Regions from separate parts of the Gossypium hirsutum genome. Here regions 2 and 3 are each linked to region 1. A link is a contact called in public Hi-C data. All regions are on one chromosome and are shown on one strand. Each heading gives the region's core, a stretch centred on a gene start, on an enhancer-like site or on the middle of the called end of the contact. The rest is flanking DNA. Distances are from core to core; before and after follow the strand shown. Region 1 holds the start of LOC121213599. Region 2 holds the start of LOC107922493 (protein NUCLEAR FUSION DEFECTIVE 4). Region 3 holds the start of LOC107922242 (CTL-like protein DDB_G0288717).

What was found. Hi-C and Micro-C count contacts between places; a contact is called where the count stands out from the background.
Region 2: a contact with region 1 is called in a Hi-C map of leaf, with 2.8 times the contacts expected there. The contact joins the promoter of LOC107922493 here to the promoter of LOC121213599 in region 1. A contact is called at or near these places in 9 of 34 Hi-C or Micro-C datasets (hypocotyl and leaf).
Region 3: a contact with region 1 is called in a Hi-C map of leaf, with 2.6 times the contacts expected there. The contact joins the promoter of LOC107922242 here to the promoter of LOC121213599 in region 1. A contact is called at or near these places in 6 of 34 Hi-C or Micro-C datasets (anther, callus, fibers and 1 more).

Annotation. Positions count from the first base shown.
Region 1 is chrD01:54,995,814-54,998,427 of Gossypium_hirsutum_v2.1, forward strand. LOC121213599 reads right to left here and starts at 1,299. Exons shown (of 1, transcript XM_041086395.1): 1 at 736-1,299. The coding sequence starts at 1,299. The coding sequence ends at 736. It overlaps LOC107922436 (histidine biosynthesis bifunctional protein hisIE, chloroplastic), which reads left to right and starts at 499. Exons shown (of 6, transcript XM_041087435.1): 1 at 499-708.
Region 2 is chrD01:54,764,000-54,766,613 of Gossypium_hirsutum_v2.1, forward strand. LOC107922493 (protein NUCLEAR FUSION DEFECTIVE 4) reads right to left here and starts at 1,334. Exons shown (of 2, transcript XM_016852562.2): 1 at 7-1,334. The coding sequence starts at 1,190.
Region 3 is chrD01:54,863,526-54,866,139 of Gossypium_hirsutum_v2.1, forward strand. It overlaps LOC107922242 (CTL-like protein DDB_G0288717), which reads left to right and starts at 1,287. Exons shown (of 3, transcript XM_016852162.2): 1 at 1,287-2,614. The coding sequence starts at 1,569.

The DNA.
Region 1 (2,614 bases), core at 49-2,548:
CACATTGATGGCCTAAAATTTAAGTATAAAATTTAAAATTTCTTATCTATTTAAAAAATTGATCAAATTTTCACAAGTATAAAATTTAATTTCTATCGGATATAAAAAATTGCACAAAATTTAACAATAATTTTTTTTATCAATATACTTTATTTTTTAAAAACAGAAATTATCCCAACAATTATTTAATCAATATATTTTATTTTTTAAACACAAACTATCCCAAATATTTTTAAATGGAAATTAAAAATAATTTTAAATAAACATGTGTATGTATTAATAAAAGTATATTAAATTAATTTTTTAATCAATAAATGGGCTAGATTTTATTAATATACAAAAGAAAAAACAAAACTGAATAAGACCCAAAATCCACGGGCTTAAAAGCAAAAAAGAAAGCATAAATGACCCGACCCAACAACACAATGCCCAAAACCAACCAGTCCTAAAACAAATTAAGGTAAAATAAATAAAGCAGACCAAAAGACTGACCAGCCACATTCAATGATGAAAAAAGCCCAACAATTCATTTCCACATTTCAAGACCAGGCGGTTGCATCTTCCAAGAGAACCAAAAACCCTCTTCCATTTCTTTTCCATCGTTCCCGATTCTTTCATCCCCTAAACACAAGAGCTCTTTCAATCTGGTTCGCGCGGCTAGTCATCTTCCATTCTCCGTCTGCCAGATCTGGAAACCCCACCTTCCATGTAAGTTTGCTCCTTCCTTCTTAAACATTATGCCGTTAGTATATGAGAAAGTTGATTGGCTTTCCTGTTCACATGTTGAAATCGAACCCACCGGAATTTTTTCGAAATTTGTTGAATATTCCTTATATAAGCACCAATTTCCGACTTATTAAGGGAATTTATTCGACATTTATTAACAACTGATAACGAGTCCCCTTCAAAGATAAGATCTGACCAGCCCTTTTCCATACTTGTTTGTACTGCCCAAGAACATGCAAGGGCCTCTACAGCGAAAGCGGACGCAACATTTTCATGAAGTATTGTTCGTGAGACCAGAACCCAACCGCCAGCGTTTCTTGCCACTCTTCTAGAGCAAGATTGAAGACAATCTTTGTCAAAAGCCTCATCAAAATTAACTTCGATAAGTTCACCATGTGTGGGAATCCACTGATCATTCGCACTCATTCTAGTAGGCCCATCTAACTCTGATTTATCAATTTCCACTAAGCAGCAAAGTAAATCATTTGCGATCTTCCGTCCAGTTTTTGTCTGTTTCTCATTAACTGTTTTGTTTCTATCTAACCAGATTGCCCATAGTGCCCCTCCAAACATCCTACTAGTATGATGATTACTCTCCCTAAACACCTAGGTAAGCTATTCAAACCCGCCCAAATCTGCTCTGTTTAAAACCCAACGAAGGCCTAATTGTGACCATACTTGTAATACAAGGCAATTTCAAAAATCATGGTCCCAATTTTCCGTACCCTCCGTACATCGAGGGCAGACAGTATTAATCACCAAGGTTTGAAGGTTCAGATTTGTAAATGTAGGGATATAATTGTTAGCAATTTTGCAGATTGTAATCTTAATCTTAGTGGGAAGTTTAAGGCTGTAGAGCTTCCTATAAAAAGCATTAGAAATGGTCAGTAAATCATTAAAATTAGTCCCAAAAATACCTACTTGTAATAGTTTATAGGCACTCCGGATCGAGAACTTCCCCGAGTGTTCACCCCGCCACACCACAAAGTCATCATGTTGGACCTTGGCCAATAGTATCCGTAGAATTCGTTTTGCATCCCCAGACGAGAAGGTATTGAACACAATCTCCTTATTCCAATCCCTCGTAATATTATCAATAAGTTACGCCATAAAGGAAACAACATTATTTTGCATGTCATCACATAATTTGTAATTAACTGAACCTGGAATCCATGCATGCTCCGAGATTAAAATGCTTTCCCCCGAACCAACTTGCCAGCAGGAGCCCTTTTGCAATAAACCTTGGCAGCTTAACGTGCTGTTTGGTTCGGTGTAATGGGTATGCCATTACAGCCCTATTCCATGGGCCCCACCTATTCCGTCGTTTGGTTGGGTGTAATGCCCTATTATGGGCTTATTACATTACGCCCCTATTCTTAAAATCTGCTGCTTTCTATTCCCTTCCAAAAGCTCAGTTTTGCTTCCCCATTACAGCTCTCGATTTCATCTGCCCTGTTTTACCCTCCCAACCCGAAAGCCACCTCCACCCTCTCCCTCCCAACATGAAACAGAAGCTGCCAGCAAATCTTTTGTTCCTGAAGGTAGCTGCAAAAAAAACTGGAGGACCGGCCACACCAAGTGAGTTTTTCTCTGATCTGATTCTATAACTTTTTCCTTCCTTTCAGCCGCCACAACTGCTTCTTCTTCATCACTCATCAGCAGAATGCCTCTTCTTCTTCATCCGCTCGCCGGCCGCCAGTCATCCGTGTCCATTTTCGGACAATGGTGTCTTGACAGTTCGTATTCTGTAGGACACCAGTACGAGAGGGGAAAATCCGTGTTGGTGCTTCTCCATTGCCTGACATCCTTATACAAGAAAGGTTTTTTATTTGCTAACATTTTACACCTCATTCTGTTCTCTGAAAAAAATTTGAATTTTGATTCATTC
Region 2 (2,614 bases), core at 84-2,583, 230 kb before region 1:
GCTTACTTGAGAAAGTACTCGGAAACAGAGCCGGAAATGATTCGTCCAAAAAAGCCCCAAATACTGGTCAATGAAATGAATATAGAAACGTCGGCGTGACCCAAGGCTAACCCGATCTGTGCCATGTTGTTTATCACCGCCATACCTGTTCCCACCCCACAAAGGAACGATGTGAACAATACCCAAAAGTCCCATGTCTGCATCGCCTCCATTATCGTGTGCTCCTCTCCTATCACCGGTTTTGTCTTTTCCACTAACACCGTTGCGTCATCCGCCGAAGCTGCTGCTGCCACTTCGGTAATGATCTCCTTTGTCTCCGCCGGCGGCGACGTAGTTTCCTCTTTCAGCAACGGTTGTTGTCGCTCCATGTCAGCTTCGAACCCGACCAAGCGCCAACTCTTTACAAAAGCATATATCGGCACCGCCAACGGACTAGCTAATAAAATAAGAAGTATAACCGCGAAAACCAGCGAAAACACTTGATTGGTTGAACCGATGAGGTCGTAAGTTAAAAGATAAACAGCGACGACGACGGCGACTATGTTGAATATTGCGAAATAGCGGGCTTCTTCCTTCTCCGCAGCGACGGAAGTAGATTGGGGGATTTCACGGAGGAATAAGATGGCGACAAGGCAAACAGCAAAAGGGATTACGGCAAGCATGACGAGGAATCGTGCTGGGTCATCGGAGAAGAGGGCAGAGCATAAGTCTGTGAAGATAGCGGTGCTGAGACCGACATACCCTTTTAAGATTCCGGAGACCGGACCACGGTTTCGCCGGAAGTTGCGGATGCAAGTGACTAACACGGCAGTGTTCATCCATGTGGTGCTGTTGCCTCCCAAGCACATAAATATACACATCTGCCAGTAAGGAAGTGGATGGATTTTCTGACTGACGACAAGCCATTGAGCACCATACCCAATCAAGCCTTCAATGGCACCAATAAGGAGGATGACGGGAGTGGGCAAACGATCAGAGGCAAGACCGGCAAGGAGACCAAAAGCCTTACCAACATCTTTAGCCACTGACAAATTGTTAAGCTGAAGCTGGGTAAGGTTCATAAGCGTCTTGATGGCATCAGAGTAGTTTGAGAAAGTGTAATTATTGCCTGAAATGGTCTGCACCCATACTGCAGATACGAAGCCTAGCCATTTCCAGGCACTGAACGTGTGACTTTCTCGAATCCCCATCAGAAAAATCTCGCCGACAACCACTACACTTTGAACGGTAGGTGTGGGATGGATTTTTAAAGTTTTCAGAGCTCGAAATTTAGAGCCTTCCTGTATTTGTGACTTGCGGCCTTGCTTGGTTATTTAAAGAGTAAAAGTTTGGACCCATATGTAGAATCCGTAGACTTCGGTTAATTAAATAATAATAATAAATTAGTAATTCAACTTTGATTTAAATCACAAAATATTCATTTAACTTTTAATTCAATTCAGAAAATAACAAATCAGTTTTACTAACTATTTTCCATTACGAATTAATGGAAAATTGACGCGATATTTAATCGGTCACCTTAGAGTCTATGCTGTCATTTAAACAACCTTAATAAAAATTTGACTATTATCAAAAATTAAAATTCTTTTCAACTTCTTTCTTTATTTCTCTATGTTATATTTCTCTCTATTTTTTCCCTTTAGAACAATCCCTTCATCCAAAAACACCAATACAACTATTAACAAACCCCTAGAAAGAGGAAGATAAAGTTGAAGAGAGAATAGAGGGGAAATCCAAATATTATTTTATTATTTTTCCCCAATTTTAATTCTTTAATTTCATCAAAGCTGTATTTTTTTCATTTGCTTTTTTGTTTTGTATCAAACAATTATTTTTACCTTCTTATTTCCTTTCTCATTTGAAAAAAAAAATTAAGGGTTTCATTTATCTTTTAATTATTTAACTTCTTTCTTAAAATTGAAGTGTTCCATTTCGGAATTGGGATTTAATTTTTCTTGGTTGTTGTTGATTTTTGTTTTGTTTGATTTTTTATTTTTTATTTCTCTTTGCTCAATAGAAAACGAGTATAATCGACGTGGTTTGGTGGTACAGTTTAATGAGTAAAATAAAACTTCAAAATCAAATTCTACCAAATGAGATTATTCTATATATAGAATACAAAAACAAAAAAAATGAAGAAAAGAGGGGAAAAGAAAGAAGGGGCCTGCTTTAGAAGAAGAAGACCCTTCTGCTCCTCATGTCCAACATGACACGTTGGTGATCGATTTATTATTTTTTAAAAGTATAGTGACCGAATTGAAAGTTGAGTGACTGTTTTGTCATCAAGATCAAAGTTGAGTGACTGTTAGTATAATTTATTCCTAAAAATATTAAAAGTTATTAGGAAAAAAAACTGATTGGGCCATCTTTGAAAAGAAAAAAAAGGTGGTAGGACCAAGTTTCGATTTTTATTATTTTCTGTTCACAACAATTTTTCTAATAAAAAAGTGAAAAAGAAAGAAAAGAAAGTTATTAATTTTTTCTTTTCTTTTTTTAATAAAAGGAATTTTGATTTTTTGTGGAAAATAAAACAAGAGTTAATTGCATAAATATCCCTGAATTATAATTTATATTTTAAATTGATTTTTAAACTTTAGGGTATTATATTATTTTG
Region 3 (2,614 bases), core at 37-2,536, 130 kb before region 1:
AGCCAAGATCGTTGTTCCTCGAGCAATGAAGCTATAAATAAACGCTTCCTGATTCATTCTTTTTCTCTCTTGAGTTAAATTCAGTTAGCTCACAAGTTAATCACAGAGACTGAACAGAGAAAGACAATGAAACTTTTCTTGTTCTACTACTTCAACGTTAATGTTTCCTTTTTCATTTTTTTAAGATTGAGTCTGCCATTTCTTTGTTTGTTTCAAAAATAATTTTGTGTGAGTTTAATCATCTTTTGTAATTTATTAATTTCTATTCTTTATTTTTTGAAATATGTATTTTCAATTTGAATTTGGGTGTTTGGAAAGAGAGAAAATTTGGGAAAACGTTGAGAAAAAAATGTTTTATTGGAGCAACAATGAGAAGGGAAGAGAGAAAGAAAGAATATGGGAAAGAAAATTGTTTTGATGATGTCATCTATAACATTGTGCTAATGTGACATGACACATAGGTTATTTCGTTAACTTGTCATTTGATTGACGGTTAACTCACGTTTACCGTTAAAATTAGACTAATTTTTAAAAAATCGTAATATTGAGGATGTCAATAAAAAAAGGGATTAAGGGCCCAAACCTAAAAATCTATAAACGTTGAGGGTATTTTATGCAATTAGGTCAAAATTAAATAAAATACTAAAATAATTTTTTTTATAAAATTAGAGAATCAAATATATATAAAACTATATTCTTTACAACCGATAATGATAACTTAATTATTATTAGTTGAGAAAATTTAGCATGTCTACTCTATAACATTTTGTCGTACTACTTTTAGTTGAGAAAATATAACATTTTGTGTAATAATATTTTTCATACTTTAAATAATAAGATTTTATATTTGAGTTAAATAAATGAAATAAAAAATATAATATATTTGATAATGTATTAAGTAAAGATAATTTTATGTTATGGTAAATCACCAAGTAGGTATAATCTTTCCCTTAGATCACAAGAAAAAAAGGATTGATCTAAGAGTGACAAAATCTGTCATAAATTACCACTTTAATACTAAAATTAACAAGATGAAAAAACAAAAATGGATTGAACGCCTTTGTTGTTGCTTTTTGATACCATGAATCGTGGTCATCAACTCCAACTACTTCATTATGTACACTTGTTAAATTCACTTAGTGTTTTTCTAATAATTAAAAATATATTATTGAAATTTAATTATAATTATTTAAAAAAAACTATATTTCTTTGACATTTTTAAGTAATAGTTCACCCGAAAATAATGGACTTATCTCATATTTATTTTAGTAATGAATAGTTCCACGTGGCACTTCAACAGTTCCGTTCCACCACGACCAAACGGTCCAAACCCACTCATCTTCTTCTCCAGCTCTCAGTTTAGTAATTCGGCTTCCATTCCATGAACAAACAGTCAAACAAAAACCCCCAAATAAATTTAAAATTAAATAAATCCCCCCAAAAAGTACTAAAACGAACAAAACAATAATTATTGAAAGCCAAAGTCCTAAAATTTCTTCTTGCTAATCAGATAAAACGTCTCTCCCCACGGTTGTTTTGTTTTCTCCGTCCCTTGATTCGTCGCTGCGATGGGCAGCACGGAAGAAGATACCACCACTTCCAAACCCACATCTCTATACGACGCCGCTTCCTCCACCGAACCTCTCCTCTTCAAACCCACCACCGGCTCTGCCTACCCATCTCCTCCAATCGAAGAACCACCTCAATCCGGCCCCTCCGAATCCGACCCAACTCAGTCCCTCCAGATCTCTTTCAATTACGGGCCCAGACCTTTCAAAGACCTCCCTTTCCTCATCCTCTTCCTTCTCTTCGTCCTCTGCACTTTCGCTTTCGGTATTTTCTCAATCTTCCATCGAAACGGCAACTACTCCAACGTTTCGGCCTTCACCTACGATTCCAATTCCACTTCGTGCGTTCAAGATACTTCCTTTTTATCAAGTCAATTATGGGTCTCTGAAACTTCATTTTTTGCGTTGTCAAGTTCCAGTCTTTGGACGTATTTAGTATGGACCCTTGTGATAACTTCAGTTTTAAGTGTACCCATATGTTTGCTTTTGCTTTTATTACTCAAACACTACACCAAGCAGATCGTTTATGTCTTGCTTCCTTTCTTTATAATCATGCCGGTTTTCTTTGATGTTTATTGGTTCGTTGCTTGTACCTTGAGCTCTTCTTGTAGTGATGCTTTCCCTTTGGTCTATAGAATTCTGGTGCTTATTTTCATTTTGTTAATAGTTGGGGTTATTGTTTGGATCATTGTGGCTAATTGGCATCGGATCGAGTTGACTGTGAGGATTATCGGGGTTGCTTCCGATGCGCTTTCGAGGAATTTAGGGTTGTTTTTGGTGATACCGTTGTTGACCGTTGGATTGTTGGCTTATTATGCGTCAATTGTTGTGTTCTTGGTGTTTTCTAGGTTTAATGGGAAAATTGTGGCTAAAGAATCGAATGGGGAGTATACTTGTGTTTGGAAACAAGATAGCTGGGTGCCTGCTTATTTTACATTGGCTATTTTGACAATGTTGTGGTCCTTGACCAGTATGGTGGAAGCTCAGGTTTATGTTACCAGTGGCACCATTGCTCAGTGGTACTTCTCCAAAGATGATACGAAACC